2 separate regions of the Mus musculus genome follow, and region 1 is linked to region 2. A link is a contact called in public Hi-C data. All regions are on one chromosome and are shown on one strand. Each heading gives the region's core, a stretch centred on a gene start, on an enhancer-like site or on the middle of the called end of the contact. The rest is flanking DNA. Distances are from core to core; before and after follow the strand shown.

Region 1 (4,461 bases), core at 1,795-4,294, 69 kb before region 2:
AGTATGCAGAGGGAAGGAAGAGACCAGGCCCCATCCCCTTCAAGGCATGTCCTGGCCTTTATGGGCAGGGAGAGAGCTGGAAGGACTGGCCCCAGCCTGTGGGTAAGAGGTGGAGTGTGAGGGGTTTTCACTCCTGTTTATAGTGCTGATATAAGCAGAGCTTTAAATTATTTTATTTGTTTTTGCATATGTGTGTATAGCTGTATGAGTGTCACATGTGAGTGTGGGTTCCTGTAGAGGCTGGAAGTGAGTGTCTGAGTCCCTAGAGTCCCTAGAGCTGGAATCGCAGGTGTTGGTGCCAGAAACTGAGCCCAGGTTCTCTTCACAAGCCACAAATACTCTTAACCACTGAGCCATCTCTCCACCCCCCTACACTTAACTTTAAAAAATAATAGGGCCTAGAGGGATGGCTCAGCAGTTAATAAGTACACTCACTTTTGTGGGTTCAGTTCCTAGCACCTAGCTCACAACTGTTCCAAGGGATTCAAAATGCCCCCTTCAGACTACCGCAGGCACCACACACACACACATGATGCACATACATACATACATACATACATACAGGCAAAACACTTACAGACATTAAAAATAACATCTTTACACACACACACACACACACCCCACCTATTTTGTACATGTAATCTCAACATGTGGGAGGTTGAGGTAGAAAGATCAGCCAGGCATCAAGGCCAGCCTGGGCAGTATATAAGCAAAGCCCTGGCTTTAACAAAATTAAAGAAGAAAATTTAGTATGATGTGTGTGGACAAAACATCCATTGTATAGTGAAAATTTGATATCATCATCCTTGCTGCTTTGTGTATTAGATAATTATGCGTGTGAGCACTTGCACACCATTACACAAGTACAGGCTGGAGGAGTTTGCAGAGTTGATTATCTTTCCGTCAGATTTTACCCACTGAGCTATCTCTGGTCTCGCTCTTGCTTACTTATTTCTTTTTATTGTTAACTTTTTTTTAGATTTATTTTGCTTTATGTGTATGTTTTGCCTCTATGTATGTATGTATGTATGTATGTATGTATGTATGTATGTGTACCATGTATGCCTCATAGAACTGGTGTTACAGATGGTTTTGAGCCACCATCTAGGTGCTGGGAATCAAATCTGGAATCGAGCCCCAGTCCTATTTACAAAGATGGACTTATTTTTTCCTTTATGCACATGGGTGTTTTGCTTACATGTATATCTGTGTACTATGTGTGAGCAGTGCCTGTAGAGACAGGAAGTGGGTGGTGGATCCTCTGGGACTGGAGTTTCAGATGTGAGCCTCCATATGGGTGATGTGAACAGATTCTTAACTGCTGAGCTCTTTCTCCATTGGAGGCTGGAGTCTTTCCCCATCTAACACATGCTTTTTGGTCAACCTGACTAAATCATGCCAACACACACAGGGCACCACTTCATGCCCGCCACTGTGAAGTACCTGGCATCTGAAGCCGTGCGGGGGCGGCTGCTCTCCAGGCACTTAGTGGCTCCTTGGTGAGGCTTGTGCAGTGCACTGTTCTTCCTTGCTCGCTGGGCCTAGGTGGTGCTTCAGCCTTATCCTAGAGTAGCAAGTGACTCCCGTTCTTAGAACCTGTTTTGTCCTTGGTGACATGACCTAAAGCCACCTACCTGTTGAGAATTGTTAGAGGAAACCATGAGAAATGTCTATAAAGTACTGGAGGCAGCGCTAAGTAGCCTTTCTTCTTTCCTTAACAGATTTATCACCGGATCCCCAACTCAGACCCATCATCAAGCAAAACCAAGCAGGTCATCTCCAAGATCAGGACACAGAACCTTCCCAACTGCCAGCTCATCTCCCGAAGCCACTACTCCCCCATTTACCTGTCATTTATCATGCTCTTGGCTGCCCTGAGCTGGCAGTACCTGAGCACCCTGTCCCAGGTCACAGAAGACTATGTCCAGAGAGAACACTGATTTTGTTTAGCCGGAAGTGGAAGTTCCCGTGGAGTGGGTTTTTCCTTTTCCTCCAGCTGGATTTTGACTTCCCTTGTTTTTCCTCCTACTCTAAAATCTTTGGGAGAACTGAGTGTGGGACCTTTAGGAACTGGGCAGAGGAAAGGATGCCTTGCCCTCAGCAGCCTGGTGCTGGCTGGGACTTGGTTCCTCTGCCTCTTGTAGCCACTGGCAGCGTGCCGACTGCTGCACTTGTGAGGCCACGTGTGATGGTCACAAGAGCCTAGTGAACCTGGCTAGAATGCTGATTGGATTTATTTAATTTGAAACAGCCTTTGAATACCTATGACAATAGAAAATGAAAGCAACTGGTCCTTGTCTTTCTCATGAGTTTGACAGTGGAAGTGTTAATCCGTGTTGTTCTGCGCGATGCTGTGAGCTCCCGAGACTGCAGGCTTGGCCTTCTCACCCAGGGGGAGCTTAAGCCCCCATCGGTGCCGTTGGCCACTTGTCAGCGCGTCCTCCAGGAAAGGCTTTTGATGTTGAGATTTTTTTGTAATAGCATAGAATGAATGCACACAGTAACATGCTCACATCCCTTGTAAGGACTGAGTTTGTCCGGTGCAGCTCACCTGAAAGCCCAGAAAGATGGCCTAGTGATCTCAGGACTGGGTCCTCCATCACCACAGCAAGAGTGTTGCTGATGAGGGTAAGGAAAGCAGGCAGTGCGGTCACCTCTCTGCTTTAGCCTGCCACTGCTGTTTGCCCCTCCCTCCAGTCTCCTCTACAGTCATTTGCTTTGGTTTTTCTTGAAGTCTCAAAAGACAAATGATGACAGGAAAACCAGTTCTATATTGGTAGGTTTTTAATTGCAGCGTGGTTAGTTGGCTACATTGTCATGGTGGCCTCTGACACCCTGTGTATCTGAAAACCAGTGTTTGAGCGGTGGAGAGGCTCTAGGCAACCACTCTGACTGTAGGACAAGATACCTGAGGCCAACTGCTTTACCAAGGAAAGAGGATTGTTTATGTAACAGCTTAGGAGGATGAAAGTACAAGATGAGGGGGGCCCCATCTTTAGCCCTTGGACGGCCTTGTGAGAAATGACACTACAGTAGAGAGAGGACATGCAGGAGAGAGCACGTGACAGGAAGCAGGAGTCGACGCCCTGGCATGCTGACACTTGTACACTGTAACTGTAGCTCAGGTTGGCCTGCAAGTCTATGTAGCCTTGAATTTAATGGTGATCCCACTGCCTCAGCCTTCTGAATGTACGAGTTATAGGCACGAGCCACCCCACTGTTGTCCACAGAGCTTGGTCTCTGGAGCCCTAACTCTGGAAGACTAGCATTGAGCCCTTTTGAGAACAGTGCCTCAGCTACCTGTCATTTTGTGAACCTGTATATGACCCTTTGGGGTACGCTCAGACCACAGAGACATGTAGAGCATAGTCTGCTCCCCTCTTAAGCCTGCTGCGTATGTTGACTTCATCACTGAGGTGCCTCGGCCAGTTCAGTGGTCCATTCAACTTTGTAAGCACAGATTCCTTGCTGGATTACTGGGGCATGGAGACTTCATTGGTCACTTGCTCTAAGCCTTGAACAAATACCACCCCGCTGAAACCGAAGGTTTTAATGTTCATCCTTTCTGGAAGCTACAACTCTTACCAGTAATCCCAGCATGTGGGAGGTGGAGGGAGGGAGGGAGGAAGGGAGGAGTTGGATTTTAAGATCCTCCTCAGTTGTGGAGGTGGGCCTGGACTACATAAGACACTGTCTCTAACATCAAAACCTGGAGGCTGGAGAGATGGCTCAGCACCTGAGTGTTCTTCCAGAGGTCCTAAGTTCAATTCCCAGCAACCCCATAGTGGCTCACTACCATCTATAATGAGATCTGATTCCTTCTGATGTGCATGAAGACAGAGTACTCATAAACTGCATGAATAAATATAAAGGGGTAGGGGGGACAGACTCTAACCCCCTGAAACTTATTTCCCTTAGCAAATAAGACCCCAAGTTCCACTTGAATTTCAGATAGTTTTCTTTATATTCAGATATTTAGCATGGTGCATTTCTATAAAGCCATTATCTAGAAATACATTTAGTCGGACATTATACATACTGTCTACATATGACACACCTCTTTCTCCTGTTATTGTGTTGCTGGGCACTGAACCAAGGGTCTTGCTTGGACAATATGCTGGACAAACACTCTACCATGGAGACATCCCTAGCCTGCTTTTGACTCTCAATATAATTTACACCATCTGTGTGCTTTCTCAGAGGCCCACCCATATCCAGACATAATTATTAGAAAGATGTGCTTGCTACCTTCCTCTGGTTATTTGCAAATCCTGTCTGGGACAGCCCTTTGAAGGCGTTCCCCCTGCTGTTGAGTTTCCCAGGCTCTGTGGTAGTGGAAGTGAGAGCGCTAAGGCTAGTTCTGTATTCTAATGGATCTGGAACAAGACTTCTGACCAAGTTGATCTGGCATGTTACCTAATGAGTTCCTGGGCAGCATGAATGCTGTCTGTCATAGGCCCT
Region 2 (4,601 bases), core at 955-3,454:
GTGCTCCCCACCACACGGTGGCTGACTTCCCCACAGTGAAAGCAGGACAGTCTTTATGACCTTGTCTGAGAAATCAGACCATCATTTCTGAGACCAGTTTTGCAGACAGCTGCTTGCGACAGAGGCGTGACATCAGGAGGCAGGGTCATTGAAGACAATCCTGGGTGTGATGCAGTGCTCCCGTGCTCCCCAGCAATGTGCAATGGCAGTGTTGGTTGAGAAAAAGAAAAGCACTCAACACAGAGAGATAGCTGTTTCATAGCAGAAAGCAACAACGTAGCTCTTAGGCTTTCCTGATGAAAGTCCTCCCCCCCTCCCCCACTTCTTCTATTCTGTGGTTTTGGGGATCAAACTAAAGGCCTCACAACGACAGGCAGCCTCCGCCACCGAGCAACACACCCTCAACCTCCCTGATCTCTTTCTGTTTTTGCTTTGTTGTTTGATTCTTTGGGACAAGATCAAACGTAGCCCAGGTGGGCCTTGAACTTGCTGTGTAGCCAAGGGTGGCCCTGATCTCCTGATCTTCTTGCTTTTGTCTCTCTACCACTGAGATTAGGAGCATGGGTCTCCACACCCAAACTCCTTGAGTTTGTAATAAAAGTTGCACTAGAGCAGGGCGTGGTGGCGCATGCCTTTAATCCTAGCACTCGGGAGGTAGAGGCAGGCGGATTTCTGAGTTTGAGGCCAGCCTGGTCTACAAAGTGAGTGCCAGGACAGCCAGGGCTACACAGAGAAACCCTGTCTCGAAAAACCAAAAAAAAAAAAAAAGTTGCACTAGGGGATTTTCGTCATCAATAGTGTGAACATTGGAAAGGATTAGTGTAAACACAGATGATTTTGGTTTGTTTGGGGCGGGGTGTCTTAGGAAAAGAAAAATTTTAAAATAAAAATAATTTTTGAGAAAACATGTTTAATGTGATTTAAACACTGTGGAATGTGTATACATATCAAAATATCACACATTATTTCCTTAACATGCACAATTGTATGCCTTTATGTACCAGTTAATAATTTTAACTAGGGCTGCGGAGATAGTTCAGTAGGTGAAGTGAGGATGTTGCATAGACATGAAGATTTGAGTTTGATCCCCAGGACTCAAGTGGAAAAGCTGAGTGTGATGGTGGTGATTGTAACCCCAGTCCGGGAAGGTGGAGATAAGATTCCCTGGGTGTCCCTGGCCAGCTACCTACCCACCCACTCGACCAAACTCCATCTCTCTCTCTCTCTCAGAGATACCAATTTTTAAATATATTTTATGCTGCTCTGTGAATGCAGTTCCCAAGGAGGCCAGAAGGGGGCATCAGATACCCCTGGCGTTGGAGTTGCAGATGGCTGAGAGCCATCTGACTGGGGCTTGACAACTCTTCAGTGCTGGGCAAGGGACCTAACTCCAGCCCTTAGGCAGGGTGTGGTGGTGCACACCTCTAATCTCAGAGCTCGGGAGGCGGAAGCAGTCTCTGAGTTTGAGGCCAGCCTGGGTGTACATAGTGAGTTCCAAGGCTACACAGAGAGACCCTGTGTAACCTTGTTTCTCACCTTTTTGAAACCTATGGTCTATTATTGTCATTCATTGTCACCCTACTATGACACAGTTATCAGGCACGGGGTTCTGAGAAGTTGGAGAACAGCTATGCTCAATCAAGGCCTTGTCCTCAGCCCTTCCTAACAGGCTCTATTTTATTGTTGTTGTTGTTGTTATTTGTTTGTTTGTTTGTTTCAAGACTGGGTTTCTCTGTGTAGCTCTGGCTGTTCTGGAACTTGCCCTATGGCCTAGGATAGACTTGAACTCATGAAGATCAGACTGCCTCTGCCTTCCTAGTGCTGGGATTTTAAGGTGTGTTCCACTCCCACCTCCACCTCCACCCCCATCCTGCCCCAGGCCCTACTCCGAGTTTTGACCTGTAGGTTTCCCAGCTGTGGGTCACTTTTCGCGTCTTCCTTTTCCTTTACCGGAGGTCTGTTGGGGGCAGCTAGAGTTCAGCAGCTCTCTGTAGACTCCCTTCCCCTGTATTGTTTGTTCTCTGCACACATATGCCCTTTCCTAACCAAACAGCGCGGAGTCAAAGAAAGCTGAATAGGTCTCATAACCCCGTTTCCTGGTCACAAGACAGACAGTCGTCATCCCTGCCTTGTCTGCCTCCTGGTGTCTCGCAGGACCTCTCTATGTCCGTATTTGTTTCCAGCCGGGGTCCGGATGTAGGCTGAGCTTTTTACATTGCCCCTTAGACAGTCTCCAAGTCACACCTCCAGTCTTGCAAAAGGCTTATTGGCTACAGAGCCCGCTTTTCATGCTCACAGCGCCACCAAGTGGCTTACCTGGTGGAAGAACAGTCAATTATCTGGAGCGAATAGGATCCATCCAGGAGGAGCAGTCTCCTCACAGGGATGCCAGTGTTCCTGCTAGAACACGCCAATACAGACCTCCCTGACTTTTTCCGCTGTGACTTTGGTGTTTCTCCTTTCCTGTCTCTGAAGGAATGGGGTCTGTAGATAGGGAACTTAAGAAACTCTCTCATACCATAGTCTAATGACCCTAAGTTTGTATGGACCTGCAGCACATTCCCGCGGCACAGGTGCCTGGTTTCCATATCTCACCCCACCCCCACCTGCCCATCACCTGAGCTCGGTGCTACCTGCTCCTCCACCCGCGATTGTGCCTGCTGCATCTGCACTTTCCTGACACCTCTGCCTTCATCTCCTCCCGCGACTCCACCTCATTCTTCTTCATCAGCCCCTCCTTGCTGTCTGCACTCCACACCCCCTGCCCACACACCAATTCCGGAAACTATACCTCTCCAAACTCCAGGTGTCTGGACTCCTGGGTCCTCTAGGCCCAGACTGACCCACGGCCAGACGACTTTGGGCTAGATTCCATGTGCTTATCCTGACCATCTTGCCATCTGTGGAAAGAGATAGGGTGGGAGTCCATGTTGAAAGCAAAGCCTCCTCACTCAGGGCCTGCTTTGAAGCCCCGCCCCTGCTGAGCTTGTAGATTAGGGACCCAAAGCCTCTCCTGCCTTTTGACTCCAAGGCCAAGTTTCATCTTTCCATCTTAACCCAAACTATCCTGCATCTACGGAGGAGGACTCTCCTGTCCCCCAAATACTTCCATGTTCCTCATCTTCACAATGCAGAACACATACGCCTTTGACCCAGAAACATTTCATCAGCTACTCATCCTGAAACCCACATGCACTTCTGAAGGATGAGTGATAGACCCTTTCTCTCCCTCTGCGACAGATTAGAACAGATTAAAAATAGATAAAGGCAGGTTTATTAGGAGTCAGCTCTCCTGTGGGCTCACTGATCCCACAGGCGGAGGTCAGTGAAGCCACACACCTGGCCTAAAGCAAGAGGATTTCATAGAGTTTACTCGAGGAGTGATGGCGTGCCAGCGAGGCACTTTCCTGACACCTCTGCCTTCATCTCCACCAGCGAGGCACACCATGGACAAAAACAGCCCCTGGGCGGCCACTTTTAGGTGGGTGGTCAGAAAGGAGGAGAGATGGCTTCTAAGCCTGAGTTGTTTCCCTTGCAGGCTTTCCTTGGGTGAAGAAGAGCAAACAGGGTGTCTTAGTTTGTACAGGAGATAAGCAAGGGTTCCGACCAAACAGTGGGGATGAGATCTGCTCATCACCTCCACAACTCCTAACTGTAAAGGTGATGTGGATCTACTTCCATACAAAAGAGCTTGCAGGAAAAGTAAGAATCGGTTGCTAACTCCACAAGGGAAGAACTCCGGGCTTAGAAGCAATCGCTCCTCGTTCCTGACAACCCACCCAAAAGTGCCTGTCCAGGAGACTACTCAATTTTCAATGGATACATACGTCTAGAATAAAGACTCCTTCCTATGAAATACACACACACCTACACAAACATAACCACATACACACACACACACATACACACACACACACACACACACACACACACACAGAGAGAGAGAGAGAGAGAGAGAGAGAGAGAGAGAGAGAGAAGAGAGAGAAAGAGAGACCTACACAGACATAACCACAGACATACACATACACACACACACAGACACACACACACACACACACATGAAAAAGGGAGATAAGAGTTAGTTGCTCTAGATGTCAAGGATCCTATATGTTGATTATCTTTGAAGACAGTTGTTTTCTACCTCTAATCACTGAGCTTCTAGAAGCACGAGTCCTTATGTGTTCTTCAAGTCTAGCCCACATTACTCTTCCCTGCAGGACTCTGGCTCTCACAGGCTGAAGGGACTGCCCATGCTTTTTTGCTGAGAAAACACTTTAAAAAAAATTCTTTGACAATTTCATACATGCATGCAATTTATTTAGATCATTCTCACCTCTGACTCCATGTTCATATCCCACATATCCCCTCCAATCCCCCCCCCCCCCCCCCCCCGTCAATCCAGCAAGCACTGCCTGCTGGAGTGTTGCCCTGACCTGGTACAGGTGACCATAGCTACAGTAACTTTGAGAGTGTGATGTTCACACCCGGAAGACAGAATTCCACAGACTTCATTCCAGCCCTTCAGCTCCGACATTCCCTCTGCCTCCTCTCTCACAGTGTTCCCGGAGGGAGCTGGGGTGGACTGACACAGAGGCTGAGTA

Evidence for each region. Hi-C and Micro-C count contacts between places; a contact is called where the count stands out from the background.
Region 1: a contact with region 2 is called in a Hi-C map of bone marrow-derived macrophages, with 55 read pairs. The contact joins two enhancer-like sites. A contact is called at or near these places in 5 of 15 datasets of contacts at CTCF or cohesin (CD8 T cells, the NIH/3T3 cell line, embryonic stem cells and 1 more), 55 of 484 Hi-C or Micro-C datasets (the 4T1 cell line, 8-cell embryo, the AML12 cell line and 31 more), 16 of 115 datasets of contacts at active chromatin or transcription factors (the HPC-7 cell line, the NIH/3T3 cell line, bone marrow-derived dendritic cells and 11 more) and 4 of 9 other capture datasets (adipose tissue, bone marrow-derived macrophages, embryonic stem cells and 1 more).

What each region holds. Positions count from the first base shown.
Region 1 is chr14:63,144,229-63,148,689 of GRCm38.p6, reverse strand. Ctsb (cathepsin B) reads right to left here. Exons shown (of 10, transcript NM_007798.3): 10 at 2,767-4,461. It overlaps Fdft1 (farnesyl diphosphate farnesyl transferase 1), which reads left to right. Exons shown (of 8, transcript NM_001360211.1): 8 at 1,722-3,540. The coding sequence ends at 1,940. Among named protein-coding and RNA genes, the nearest start is that of Gm51283, 3.9 kb to the left of the region's middle. Within about 2 kb of position 3,044, at least 9 of the 459 cell types and tissues checked have an H3K27ac peak or open chromatin away from gene starts, as enhancers often do. A contact at or near this core is called in Kupffer cells and bone marrow-derived macrophages, where this site is marked.
Region 2 is chr14:63,074,059-63,078,659 of GRCm38.p6, reverse strand. Gm35908 (a long non-coding RNA gene) reads right to left here. Exons shown (of 4, transcript XR_874690.2): 3 at 2,792-2,900; 4 at 1,285-2,316. Among named protein-coding and RNA genes, the nearest start is that of Gm35908, 5.5 kb to the right of the region's middle. Within about 2 kb of position 2,204, at least 53 of the 459 cell types and tissues checked have an H3K27ac peak or open chromatin away from gene starts, as enhancers often do. A contact at or near this core is called in Kupffer cells and bone marrow-derived macrophages, where this site is marked.